Regions from separate parts of the Sus scrofa genome. Here region 1 is linked to region 2. Evidence: chromatin contacts called from public Hi-C data. All regions are on one chromosome and are shown on one strand. The core of a region is the stretch at or near the end of the contact, and the rest is flanking DNA. Distances in the headings are between cores, read along the strand shown.

What was found. A called contact is a pair of places that touch in the nucleus more often than the background predicts.
Region 1: a Hi-C map of fetal liver shows a contact between it and region 2, with 2.3 times the contacts expected there. The contact joins two enhancer-like sites. A contact is called at or near these places in 3 of 5 promoter capture datasets (fetal liver, fetal skeletal muscle and liver), 26 of 47 Hi-C or Micro-C datasets (adipose tissue, alveolar macrophages, blood and 13 more) and 2 of 2 datasets of contacts at active chromatin or transcription factors (alveolar macrophages and skeletal muscle).

The regions. Positions count from the first base shown.
Region 1 is chr11:2,985,071-2,991,279 of Sscrofa11.1, forward strand. All of the region lies in intron 4 of SPATA13 (spermatogenesis-associated protein 13), which reads right to left. Among named protein-coding and RNA genes, the nearest start is that of AMER2, 140 kb to the right of the region's middle. Within about 2 kb of position 2,756, at least 30 of the 83 cell types and tissues checked have an H3K27ac peak or open chromatin away from gene starts, as enhancers often do. A contact at or near this core is called in fetal liver and liver, where this site is marked.
Region 2 is chr11:2,852,646-2,859,795 of Sscrofa11.1, forward strand. All of the region lies in intron 7 of SPATA13 (spermatogenesis-associated protein 13), which reads right to left. Among named protein-coding and RNA genes, the nearest start is that of MIPEP, 65 kb to the left of the region's middle. Within about 2 kb of position 2,391, at least 11 of the 83 cell types and tissues checked have an H3K27ac peak or open chromatin away from gene starts, as enhancers often do. A contact at or near this core is called in fetal liver and liver, where this site is marked.

The DNA.
Region 1 (6,209 bases), core at 1,506-4,005, 130 kb after region 2:
GAAGTTGCCAAGCTAGGGGTTGAACCGGAGCTGCAGCTGCCAGCCTACGACACCACAGCCACAGCAATGCTGGATCCAAGCCACATCTGCCATCTAACCTGGGTCAATTCAAGCATCCTTTTGGCGCACAGACTCTTTCTTTTGGCAGACTTTTAGCTTTACATAAAAGCTGCAAAGATCGTACAGAGCGTTCCCGTATGTCCCTCACTCAGTTTCACCAACTATTAACCTCTTACATGGCCAATGGCATTTGAACCTGAGATGGTGACAGCTATGACCTGAGCTCCAGGGGGATTTCGACACGGCTGGCAAATGCCCCTTCCTCTGCTCCAAGCTCCCATCCGGATGCCACGCTGCACGGGGCTGTCACAGCGCCTGCGTCTTCTCTGGTTGGGGACAGTTTCTCAGGCTTTTCTTGTTCCACCGCAGTTTTAAAGGGGGTGGTGCAGTGCCTTCCACAATTTCCTGCCAGCTGAGTTGTCTGGGATTTTCCTCCTCAGTAGGCCAGGTTTGGGTTTGGGGACTGTCTCAGGAAAGGGAAACGTGCGCTCAGGACAAGAACATCCATGGTGACGGTAGCTCTGTCACCTGGTTAAGGTGCTGCCTGCCAGATTTCTCCGGTGAGGCTACTCTTTTTCCTTTAATTTAATGGTGATGCTTTAAATCCAAGTGTCACCCAGTCACCCAATCATGACACGTCAGCTTGATGGAGCCAGGAGGTGAGTCGTTTTCAGCAAGTTTTGTTGCCTTTCTTTTTTTTTCCCCGTCTTTTTCAGCTGCACCTGCAGCATATGGAGGTTCCCAGGCTAGGGGTCGAATCGGAGCTGTAGCCACTAGCCTACACCACAGCCACAGTCACGCCAGACCCGAGCCGAATCTGTGACCTGCACCACAGCTCGTGGCAATGCCAGATCCTTAACCCACTGAGCGAGGCCAGGGATCGAACCTGCGTCCTCATGAATACCAGCTGGGTTCGTTAACCACGGAGCCACGACGGGAACTCCAGGTTTTGCTGCTTTTATGCTGATGCGCTGACTGGGAGCTCAAGGACTTCTTCAGTTTTCTGGGACAGGATGGTGAATTCACAGAGGAAAGCAGTGTGTGGGGTGGGTCTGGTGTAGCTGAAGAGCAGGTGCAGGAGAGAGTAGGGGTCGTGACGGGAGGATCGAGGCCCCCCCGGGGAGGGGCACAGGAGGCCCTCGGGGCGGAGGCCCTCGGTGGGGAGTTAGCACAGCCCCACACACAGCACGTGGCTTCGCGGCCCGATGGCGGCCGTAGAGAGCAGAGTTTTGTCTGGTTTTACACGGGATGAAACAGAAGCGGGTGCTGACCCTCGTTCAGAGGAAGTGGGGAGGGGAGGAGGGCGCTTGGGGCAGTGTGTTCTTGGGTGACAGCCAGGGTTCCAGGCATTGGGGGGGCACTTGGGGACGATGTTGAGGGGTGTGTCTTCCTGCGGCCAGAGTCCAGAGAGGAGGAGGGGTGTGGAGGCCCCAGGCCAGGGGGCCGGAAGCCCAGGCCAGCTCGGGGTCACGACAAGGGGCTGGCGGATGGCCAGAGGGCTTCCGTCTTGGCCACGGAGGCGGACTGACAGTGATTCACCGGCTGGCCCCATGAATATTTATGGGTACCTCCTCTGTGCCAGATGGCGGCTTGGCACTGAGGACGCAGACGCGACCGGCACAGAACCCCCCACGTGGAGCCCGCCTTCTGGTGGGGCAGTCGTGGGCCCTGGGCGACAGGGCTGCTGTGCCGAGGCCTCCCAGGGGGGCCAGAGGCTGTGATGGGAGCCTCCCTCTGAGGCTGGCAGCCGCGTAGGGTGTGGGGATGGCAGCCGGGATGCGGGGCCTGGAGGCCAAGGTGAAGGGCGGGGGAGGGAGGGGCACCCACATCGCTTTGCTCGTCTGGCCAGGCGCACAGAGCATCCTGCTTCTCTTAGCCTCACATCTCTCCCAAAACACAGACGTGGGTCTTGGTCTTTTAAGTGCTGTGTGTGCCCAGCTCAGAAGACGAGCTGTCAAAAGACACCGTCTTGCCATTGGCTCGGGCACGCAGGTGTATAGGTGTTCTCTGTGCTGGCTCTGCGGGCCGACACGCCACCTGCACGGGGCTGACACGCGGGACAGAAGAACACGGAGCCACGGGCAGGGGGAGGGAGGATTCAACACACTGTACATTTTATATGGAAAACTCACGACGACCCCAAGGTTCAATTTACGCTCTCACCACCTTCAAAATCCAAACACAGGGCGTTCCCATCGTGGCTCAGTGGAAACGAATCAGACTAGTGTCCATGAGGTCACAGGATCGATCCCTGGCCTCGCTCAGTGGGTTCAGGATCCGGTGTTGCTGTGGCTGTGGGGTAGGCCGGCAGCTGTAGCTCTGATTCCACCCCCTAGCCTGGGAACCTCCATGTGCCGAAGGTGCAGCCCTAAAAATACAAAACAAACAAACAAACACAGGTTGATTTGTTGAGCCAGGCTCTAGGCTCTGCCCGCCTGCCCCTTTCTGGAACTTTCGGGGGCATCTCTGGCCAGTCATAATATACTCAGGCTGGCAGACAGCAGACCCTGTATTGAAGCTGTTCCAGACACTTCTGTTCTTTGTGTACTTGTAGTTTTAACTTCCTTTCTCATTTGGTAAAAAGTGATTGATTTCCTCCCTTCAACCGTGTCAACACCGGTGCAAGGCCTACGAGCTCCCTCCCCCGCTTCCCATCATGAGGCCCAGCTATGACAGACCCGCCCTAACGCCGTACAGGGCTTTGCAGAGAGAAATGGGCTGGTTTTCTCCAGCGGTAAAACCTTCTGCTACTCTGTCCCTTCGTTGTGAGACCGCCCACGTAAATATGCAATATCCTTATATCTCCTTCCAACCCCAACAGTCAAAAGACATTTTCCAGAACAAGATTTGACATTGCCAAGGTCACTGAGCAAAAGTCTTGCAATTGCTTTATTCTGCATCCGGGAGGGAGCAGACAGAACTGCTCAGGCAACTGACACGAGCTTTTAGAGGCCACTTGGCAGAGGACTGGGACAGCCAAGAGCGCCTAGATTTGGCAAGCAATTTCAAGGTTGGGATCCCACCTTATTCCTGGACAAATGAGAAGACTCAGGCCGCAGGAGGGTGGTGGCCCGGCCAGGGTCAGTCGGCTGGTAGGGCCTTAGCACCTGAGTCTCTGACCGTCAACACTCTGCTGTGCAAGGATGAAGGGATGGATTCAGAGCAACGTCCGTAACCCCGAGGAAGAGGGGAGAGGGAGGAGAGTATGAGAATACACCACAGAAAGTGCGTGTCACACAAAAATATAATATTCCCACGAGCATATACGCTGCATGCCATACACACGCAGACCACAGGCCGAGGCCCCTTTACTCTGTGTGGCACGTCATCCTTCAGACGGCTGAGGCCAGAGGTTTGCTGACCGAAACCTCCAACTATGTAAAATAAGAGAAGGCACATTTGCTTTCTTGGCGTTCACATTTTGAAGTAGAGCAACTAGTATTATGTGGTTCATAGAAAATTTGAATTATAACGTAAAATCACAGTCATAACAACACCTTCTGAAAAGTAACCAGTTGAATCTACTTATTTATTTATTTTTTTTTTCAGCTGCAACTGCAGCATAGGGAGGTTCCCAGGCTAGGGGTCGAAATGGAGCTGCAGCTGCCAGTCGACACCACAGCCACAGCAACGCCAGATCTGAGCCGCATCTATGACCGACACCACAGCTCAGGGCAAGGCCGGATCCCTAACCCGCTGAGCGAGGCCAGGGATCGAACCTGCATCCTCACAGAGAGCAGGTTGGGTTCTTAACCCGCTGAGTCACAACAGAAATTCCTACTTATGGTGTAAGTTCCAGAGGGCATAGTACCACGAGGAGTTGGCGCCCTTACTGACGGATTGATCAGTATTACGACCCTGGCACGGCCACACAACTTTCCATCCTAAATCAGAAGCTTCTGTCCGGTGCTGCCATTTCTAATAACTCACTGTTGACACTTCCAACAGAGGCTGGGTGGTCATTCCTCAGAATGCCCCCCACTTCAAGACTCACTGGGAGAGAGTTTATTTTGTTCAACTGGACACGTTGTCCAAAATGATCACAAATGGACGTGAAGGTCTCTTTAAATCTCCAGAAGGGTTTTCCCTCCTCCCCTGGTCAGATGAACTCCTGGCCTAGGCCCCCGCCCCCGCCCCCGGGGGCTGCTGGGGGGGGTGCGTGGGGAGTGTGGTGGGAACAAGGCTTTCCCCCACGGGAGCAGCAGGTGCTTGAAGTGGCAGCTCTGTGGGTCTGTTCCGCCCTCCTCGCTCCCCTCTGCCCACTGCCCCGGGCACAAGCCACCTGCTATCCGGGGGCCCCCAGAGACCCGGGACAAGAGGGACGCCTGGGCCGCCCCACCACTTCATTTCCGAAGGTGTCTACACTGTAAGCGGATACATTATCCACGGATACATTATAACTCTTCCTCTGTCCATTAGTTCATGTTTGAAAAAATCCTTGTAAATTCCCATTTCGTGGCCCACATGATAATCTGTTCCCGGAAGAGTTCTGGTTCCCAGCCAGGGTTCAAACAGCCATCAGGAGAGCGAAGGGGTTGTTTGGGTGTCTCTTAAAAATTCTTGTCTGAGTCTAGATGGCTGAATCACCAGTCCCCACCAACTCCAAACTTGGGACCAAAGCATTGCTTTGCTCACCTCCTGGGGAAGACAAAACCTGCAAAGGACAAAGTCTGCAGAGCCAGTGACCACAGGCGGCAGCCCCCGCCCCCTCCACCCCCAACCAACCTCCCCCCACCACGCCCTGCGAACCTCAGCCCAGCAGGAGTGAGCTTTCTGCGACACCTAGTGGCCGGAGAGAGAAGTACCGCCCTGCACTTGCCACCCATAGCAAGGCAGGTGCAGGATTCTCAGCCCGACTGCCCAGTGAGACACCTGAGGTCCAGGGCTAGAGCCGCCCAGCCTCGCGGCTCCAACGCGTGGTGTCAACCCTTACGTCCCACATCATTTCTACCTGGACGTTAATATGCAGGCGCTCCGGGCAAATCACCCGCGAACCGTGAGCGCCGAGAGGGAGTTCACTGCGTATGTGCATCTAAATGCGGTGACTTTCCACAGCCTCAAATTCATCCTTTCCCATCGTGGCACTGCTTCATGAAAAAGAAGGTAACACTCACATTCCAGCCTTAAAGGAAAACAGGTCTAACAGACTTGGAAGAAAGGAATCTCTAGCTCTGCAGCTGTAGGCAAACTTAATTCACACGAGAGCTTTTCTGCGTGTCAGGATAACAAAATGCAAGCAAACAAAACATTCTCGCTCCTGAAACACTTGCTGTTTTATACCGAAAATGAAAATATCGCGGCGGTAAAGACCTTTTTCAGTAGGTGCAGATGAGTCCCATACGCCTGAAACAAGATGCTAAGCGAGAGTCTGCTATGTTTTAGACTAAAGAGCAGCAGGGGAGACAGAAAATTCCAAAGAATCAAGAATCAGAGCTATCATGCCACACAGAAGGGAAAAAAATTTCAAAAACCAAGGTTCTTAGTCCCAAAATATCCCTACAGGAAGCTCCGTGGAACAATTTTCCATGGAAAACAGGAGACGAGTCTTACAGATAAAAAGCTGGGCGGGGCTTGACGCAATCAGGAGCGGGAGCGGGACTCTGGGTACTGGCCTCCCCCAGGGGAGGTGGTGGGGACCAAGGCCAAGACGCTGGGCATCTGCCTTCTTCTTACAAGATAATGTCCTTTGCAGAGAAATTAGTCACACTCCATTGTGTCCAAGGAGTTCCTTAAAATAAGAGCTCCCCTTTGTCATAAGGCTGGTGTCCACGGAGACCAGTTCTCAGTTGGAAATGGGGAGTCCCCACAACCGGCCGGGAGGACTTATGTCTCATATAATGTTTAAGTGTATATGCGCACACACGCGCACACATACACACACACACACACTCTCCGTATCAATAGGAAGGTCCCTACTGATAGGGTCTGATAGGAAGGTGCTGGTCCATTCTGAATTTAAAGATAAGATCGGGAGTTCCTGCTGTGGCACAAAGGGATTGGCGGTGTCTCTGCAGCGCAAGGACGCAGGTTCCATCCCTGGACCGGCACCGTGGGTTAAGGATCCGGAGTTGTAGGTCCCAACTGCAGCTCGGATCCGATCCCTGGCTTGGGAATTCCACGTGCCATTAGCGGTCAATAAATACATACAT
Region 2 (7,150 bases), core at 1,141-3,640:
AACGGAGCCAGAATCAAATGGAGCAGGGTTGGCAAGGGCTGCACTAACCAGGCCGGTCCTGTGACTGCAGAATAGGCAGAGAGGCCACCCTGGCCCAGGTGCCCGCAGCCCTACCCTGATGGCTGCCCAAGGAGGCCCATCTCCTGCTAACGGGGCAGCTGAGCCAGGAGAGCTGAGACCTGGGGAGTGAGGTGATGGGCCCTGGGACAGGCAGACAGCTAGCAACACAGACAGCCACGGGCTTGTAATCTCTGTCCCCTAAGCCATATGTCTCCCATACACCAAGTCACCTCTGCTCAAGGGACAGCAGGGTTCAGCCATCACCGCTCCTTTGCTGTCTGCCAGCCTGGACCACTATTTGTCCTTCATGTCACCTCTGCAGGGTCCAGGATACAGCCCTGGGGCAAAAACACCAGTATGAGCAGAGGGCATTTAAGACCAGGTTTTTCTAAGAGCTCCCGCTACGGCGCAGTGGGATCAGCGGCGTCTCAGGAGCACTGGGACTCGGCTTCCATCCCTGGCCCCGTGGGGTGGGTTGAGGTGCCAGTGTAGCTGTAGCTGCGGCGTAGGTTGCACCTGCAGCTCAGATCTGATCCCGGGGCCAGGGAACTCCACACGCAGCCAAAAGAGATTTAAAAAAAAAAAAAAAAAAAAAAAAAAAAAGAGGAGGCTTTTCTAAAAAAGAGGTCAGAGAAGGACTTCTTGACCACTTCTGTGTGTAGAATAGTTCGATACTTCAGCCCATCCATGACATCCTATTTTTTTACTTGCTTCTCTTTGTCATTTTCTGGTTCGTGCATCTTTCAGTATTTTGCATATGGGGGAGGGGCAGGTAACGCTGGCTGTTACTCGGAAATAGAACTTCCAACTTGGAGACCGAAGCCAAAACAAAGCACAGAAAAAAGAAAAACCACCAGCTTGGTCTTCTGCCGAACAGGCAGAGCTCCGCTGTTGTAACCTCTTCTCTTGGGACAGGATGCGCCTTCTTGCGACCAGGCGCCGAGGGGAGAAGCCACCACCCAACCAGACTCAGGCACCAAACCGTCCGACCCCATCTGTGGTCCTGCAGGCCCTTCATCTTTTCTAAAAGCCCCTTCCCACCTCCCGCTCCTTGGGATGCGCTATAAACCCCCACTGCTAACCACTTCCTGCAGTCAGGGCTTTCCGTCAACTCCCACTTAATCAAATCTGTCTTGTCTCTCATCTGACTTTTGTCCGTTTCATTCCCACACATCCAGAAAAGAACCTAAGAGGGTGGATTAAAATTTTTCCTGTGACACCGTGGGAAAATATGAGAGCAATCAGGGAACAATGAAACATTTTTGCATTACATACCTATGAACGACTGGTTATTATGGATAGTTCACCTAAATTAACTAAATCAAACGGCACAGACAACCTAAGCACTCTGTGAGAGGAAAACCATTTATATTACTACCTGGTTTACGACAGAAAGGCTCAGAAACACTATGCTGGAAAAACAGAAGTACGATAAAATTACAGGCAAAAAAAATCATCTGCTCGCAAAATCTACGTGCAGTTGGGTTTTTCGGTTTGTGTTTGCACTTATGCAACCTGTGGCCTGCTTTCCTCACCAATGCAAAAAAAAAAGAAAAGAAAAATGAAAAAGAAAAGAAATGGGTTTAGGAAAACCAGCAATTGTCTTAGTTGTTCAGGTACCAAGTTCTGCAAGCAAACCCACTCCAGGAAGTGCTGGGGCGGGTGGAGGAGGAGTGCAGAGGGCGGGAAATCAGAGCTTGACCGAGAGGCAGCCCCCACTCAGGACGGCCCCCCTGGGGGCGTGAAAGGAGAAAGCACGCCTTCTAAGGGGAACCGAATATACCAGGAGTTGCGGAAATCAGTTATCAGAATCATAATCCATCATTGAAATGTCCATTTTTCTCCTTGCAAAAGTACAGAGAGGGAGGGCAGAATGGGGGGCGGGGGACCCCCTCAGATTTCAGCTCACGTTCAAACAGTGATGCTTTGTCAGAAGACACTGAGATGCCTGGAAAAAACAAATGGGAACTTTGAGGCAAATCCCAAAACGGAGCCCTCTTTTCCCAAATGCCATGTGCTTCTGACATGTGACCTGGGTTCACTCAACCTAAAAACACCTGACCAAGCCCCCCCCGCCAAGAAGCAGCCGGTGACATACCCAAGACTGGGCCGCAGGCAGCGGACCCCAGACGCACTGAAGACACAGGCAGGTGGCCATATCCCTGCTGGCTGGGCTTTGGCCTCGCTTGAAAAGCCCTCTCCTTGGGTATAAGCGGCTGGGCCGAGCTCTTCTGGTCCAGATTCTCCTCCCAGCCCAGCAGCCCAACTGGGATCAACCTCCTGAAGTTTGACCTTGACCGGCCAACTCACACCCAAGTCATCAATGTCAGTAAACAGACCTGTTGGCAGCCTCTTAACCCTTGCCTCCCAGAACAGTTTAAAGAACTTTCCCTAGTGGACTGGGGCTGGGGGAGGTGGCATGTTTTTTTCCTATACAAGACTCCTTTCTTTACAAAAGTCCAAAGCCAAGACAGATCCTCGGCTCAGAGACGTCAAAAGATTTTTGGAAACCACAGCAAGAGTAAATAATTAACCTGCGGGAGACGCCTGATGCCACAGAAAAACCGAGATTCCCTTCAGAAGCTCGGTTTAATGTGAGTATACAGACAGAGAACAAACTGTGGTTACCGGGGCGGGGGTGCGGGGCGGGGGGCACATTGGGGGAGGGGATTAGGAGGGACAAACTACTAGCTAACAGGATAAATGATACAGTGCAGAGAATACAGCCAATATTACCTAAGAACTATAAGTGCCATAGAACCTCTAAAAACTGTGAGTCACTCAGTTATATACCTAAACCTTGCGTGATATTATATAACAACCATATCTCAATTCAAAAACATGCATTAAATATTTACAGAAGACAGTATTATGAATTAAGCTGATTATTGTGAAATGCCATTATCAAAAATAATAAAAGAATGTCGATACAATAACAATGGAACATAGGAATTAAGAGGACTGCAGGAGTTCCCGTCGTGGTGCAGTGGGTTAAGAATCCCCTGCAGCAGCTTGGTGGAGGCACAGGTTCAATCCCTGGCCCAGGAACTTCCTCAGGCCTGAAATTCGGCCACAGAATTTAAAAAATTTTAAAAGTAAAATTAGGAGTTCCTGTCATGGTTCAGTGGAAATGAATCTGACTAGCATCCATGAGGACGCAGGTTCGATCCCTGGCCTTGCTCAGTGGGTTAAGGATCTGGTGTTGCTGTGAGCTGTGGTGTAGGTCCAAGAGGCGGCTTGGATCTGGTGTTTCTGTGGCTCTGACATAGGCGGCGGCTACAGCTCCGATTAGACCCTTAGCCTGGGAACCTCCATATGCCGTGGGTGCGGCCCTAAAAAAAAAAAAAAAAAAAAAAAAAAAAAGACAAAGATAAAAGCTGTCATACTCTGAAGTACTGATGAGATGAGGTATTTTAAGATATCAGCCCAAACTGTCCTAGGACGTGAAAAAGATCCATGATTCCCGTTGCTGAGTCTATCACAGATGCTGCTGCAATTGTGCCGGTCTGAAGCCTACGTTCAAAATAGAAGGAAACGCTGCATTTCAGCTGGAAAATGGTGAAAGTAATAATAAAATCCCCAACTTCCAGATTTCTGGTGAGGATGCCGCCAGATTATAAACATAGGCGAAAACTTGCCAGTTGAGATAACAGCGCTTAAGAGTAGCCTGTGCGCCCTCGACGTGCTCCAGCTCCAGACAACGGGCCTTCCGACCTTCTCTGCTATAAAGTCGAAAGAGCAGCACCTCCCTCTTTAGAGCCACACGTTATCACCCCATTTCCCTCCAGTGGGAGTGGCTGTGCAGGGAGGCCCCTTATCTTCAGCCCAGGAGAGTCCTTGGAACAGGGCGTATTAACACGCGTCCTAGGAATTCCGGGAGGGATCCCACATCCACGCCCCCTTCTGAGGTGCTGAAAGCAAGAACAAGGAAATCGTTGCAGATTTAGAAAACGTTTGAGCCCCAAAGACATTTTCCCCTTTTTTGGTTCCTTTGAAGACCAAAGGGGGAGTTCCCCGGTGGCCCGGTGGGTTAAGGATCCAACATTGTCACTGCTGTGGCTGGGGTTCAGTCCCTGGCCGGGAAACATTCACTTGCCATGGGCACGGCAGAAGAAAAAAAAAAAAGAAAAGCGAGAGAGACCAAAGGGATAACATCTTACATTCATTTAAAAGTGCCCCTTTCCTCGGTTTATCAAGCTATAACTGACAGCACCATAGATGTTCCCGGGGTGGGGCAGCCTAACAACCCCACCTACCTGTCCTGGGAAATGATTAGCGCAGTGAATTTAGGGAACCTTCCTCACGGTGAAAGCAGCTGCTTACATTCTTCCCAAAGCCTCCAGACTCCAGGACGGCAATGTCCCCAGAGTCAGCAGCCGGGGCTGCAGGCAGGTAAAAAGCCTCGAGCATGGGGCAAGGGACGAACGGGGTCGGTGGATAAAGGAGCAAAGAACTGCACACTTCTGGGCGCTCAGGAAGCGGCGCTCAGCCTGCAATCACCACCCACGGCCGTCCCTCGACGACCCGGTGGGAAAGTTCTCCTACTTGGTCCTGGACGCGGGCGGGACGAGGCAATGCATCTTCTCCAGAAAAGTCCCTCCGCTGGGGACAGAGGGAGGGAAAAGATTAGGACTTTTTTTTTTTTTTGTCTTTTTAAGGCTGCACCTGCAGCACATGGAGGTTCCCAGGCTAGGGGTGGAATCGGAGCTGTAGCCGCCGGTCTACACCAGAGCCACAGCAACGCAGGATCTGAGATGCATTTTCGACCTACACCACAGCTCACGGCAATGCTGGATCCTTAATCCACTGAGCGAGGCCAGGGATCGAACCTGCAACCTCATGGTTCCTAGTCAGATTCATTAACCACGGAGCCACGATGGGAACTCCAGATTTAGGACTTTGAAGACATCTCTTTACCATGAACAGAAGGGAACGGACGCAGAGGCCGTGGTGGCGGGACGCTGGGAAAAGGGCTCGGAGAGGAGTCAGGGGAGGAAGGACGCAGCTTCGCTGGGATCCTTTGCTCTTTCGGCCCCTCGCACTGATGACAAGTAGATCCTGTCACCCCTCCTTGAAGCTTGTAAGCGTCCAGCCAATGGACGTGACCAGTGGGGTCAACCCCAAGCCGGATCAGGTTGAGTCCCCGGGGCTGTGGGCACGGGGCCTGCCCAGAAGGAAGGCGAGGCCCCCAGATGCCCCATGCGTTTCCCTTCAACTTCCATCGAGGGACGTGAGGCTCTGACCCGTGTGGCCGCAGAGGACACCTACCCCACAGCCTGCAGCGCGGCGGTCCCGCTGTGGGGCAACGGCATCGGTGGCATCTCTGCAGCATCACAGGGAAGGTTTGACCCCTGGCCCAGGGCAGTCAGTGGGTTAAGGATCCGGCATTGCTACAGCTGTGGCCTAGGTTGCAGCTGCGGCTCAGATCTGATCCCTGGTCCTGGGAGCTCCATACGCCGAGGGGTGCTCAAAACATTTCTGTGCTGTGGGTTCGGGGACAGGGGCTGCCGTGCTTGACATCCGTCACAACCGGACGGTCTAAGGCTCCGTGCCACCTGCCCAGGACCTTCCAGGCCAGCGGAGCTCTGGCCCCAGAGTCACACCATCGCCACTGTCCACAGTGCTTCCTCTCCTGGGTCATCGGGTGACCCACCGAAACTGCCTAGCCCACCCCAAGCAGCCAAACCCCACCCAGGAAATGAACAGCGCAGGGACCAGCCGCGTGGGAAGATGCTGGACGAGGAGCAAGAGAAAACAAGGTGGGGGTGGGGGTGGGGACAACAGCATCAGCACATGACATGGGGTCTTTACTGAACTCCTCTCACTGAATCTCAGAACCCTTGCAGCGGATATTTTAAATCCTGTTTTCAGATAAGGAAGATGAAGACTCCACCAAAGACCAGGAAACCAGCGAGTGGTCAGAACTTGTGTGCAGGCAGGTCTGGGCAGGACCCCTCCCCCGGCTCCGCCCCAATGCCGGCCCTGGTCCAGCTCAGCTGCCACCAGCTGCGGGGCTTGGGAGGGGGTCTGTAGCCTCCCAAGACTTCAGTTGACTCATCACTGAAAGCAAATCCCAAAACGCTGACCTCCTTGGCAGGGCAGCTGAGAAGGACCTTTACTAGCTGGAAAAGCATCAGAGAAGCCTGAGAGGTGGCTCCTGACGCTTTTAGTTGTAAGAGATGTTTAAAGTTCCCGAGGGAGCTGGTAAAATTTCAGTGCCCAGCAGTGGGTAGAGCCACGGCCACCTCACGCTCTTCAACATACTTTATGACTTACTGAATTAATCACGTTTATAGTTGTACAATGATCATCACAATTCACTTTTATAACATCTTCAACATATTTTAGACCAGATGCCTCGTTCCACCGTTTATTTCTAGCTTGTAAGGTTTTAATTTCAGCTGGGGGGAATTGTTTGTAGAGATTCATATCCAGTTAAGATGAGTTCGATGCAATAACAGGATTGTAAGCCAGGTTTAAGGCTCTCAGGAGTGCCTCTTGCCTAAGCCAAGAATTAGCTGGGGTAGACCCGGAAGAGAAACGCCCAAACCTAACAGACTGGATATGAATAAGCCAGAGGGGCCTCAGCCCGGACAGCAGCTCTCAAACGCCGGGGTTTGGGACCTCTCCCTGAGCATCGCGCAAAAGCCCAGATGATCCATCCTGGCTTAGCAGCTCCGGGTGGGGCTCGGGATCTGTGCCGCCACACTGCACGCCGGTGGACTCGCTCCCAAGCCAGAGGGTAGAATGGTCCGCAGCTCTTTGCCGAGCCAGTGCGAGGAACAGGACGATGCAGGCGGCCACAGAGGTAAACGTAGTGATTTCCTGCAAAGACGGCCCCAACTCCTCAGGGGCCAGCAAGGCCCTTCCCCATCACCGACAGGGCCGCTCCCATCCCTCACCCGCCCTGCACAGCCCTGAGCACCCACGGCAGCATCGCCCATCCAACCTCCACTACAGAACCGGGGAGCTATTCTGGCCACTCCCAGCAAACAGGGGAGGGGGGAAGCCCAGGTCACTCCCCTGACTCACTGTCCCGCGTCCTGTACCTGGTACCTCCCCACGCCTCCACCTGGCCTGGAAGGCCCTG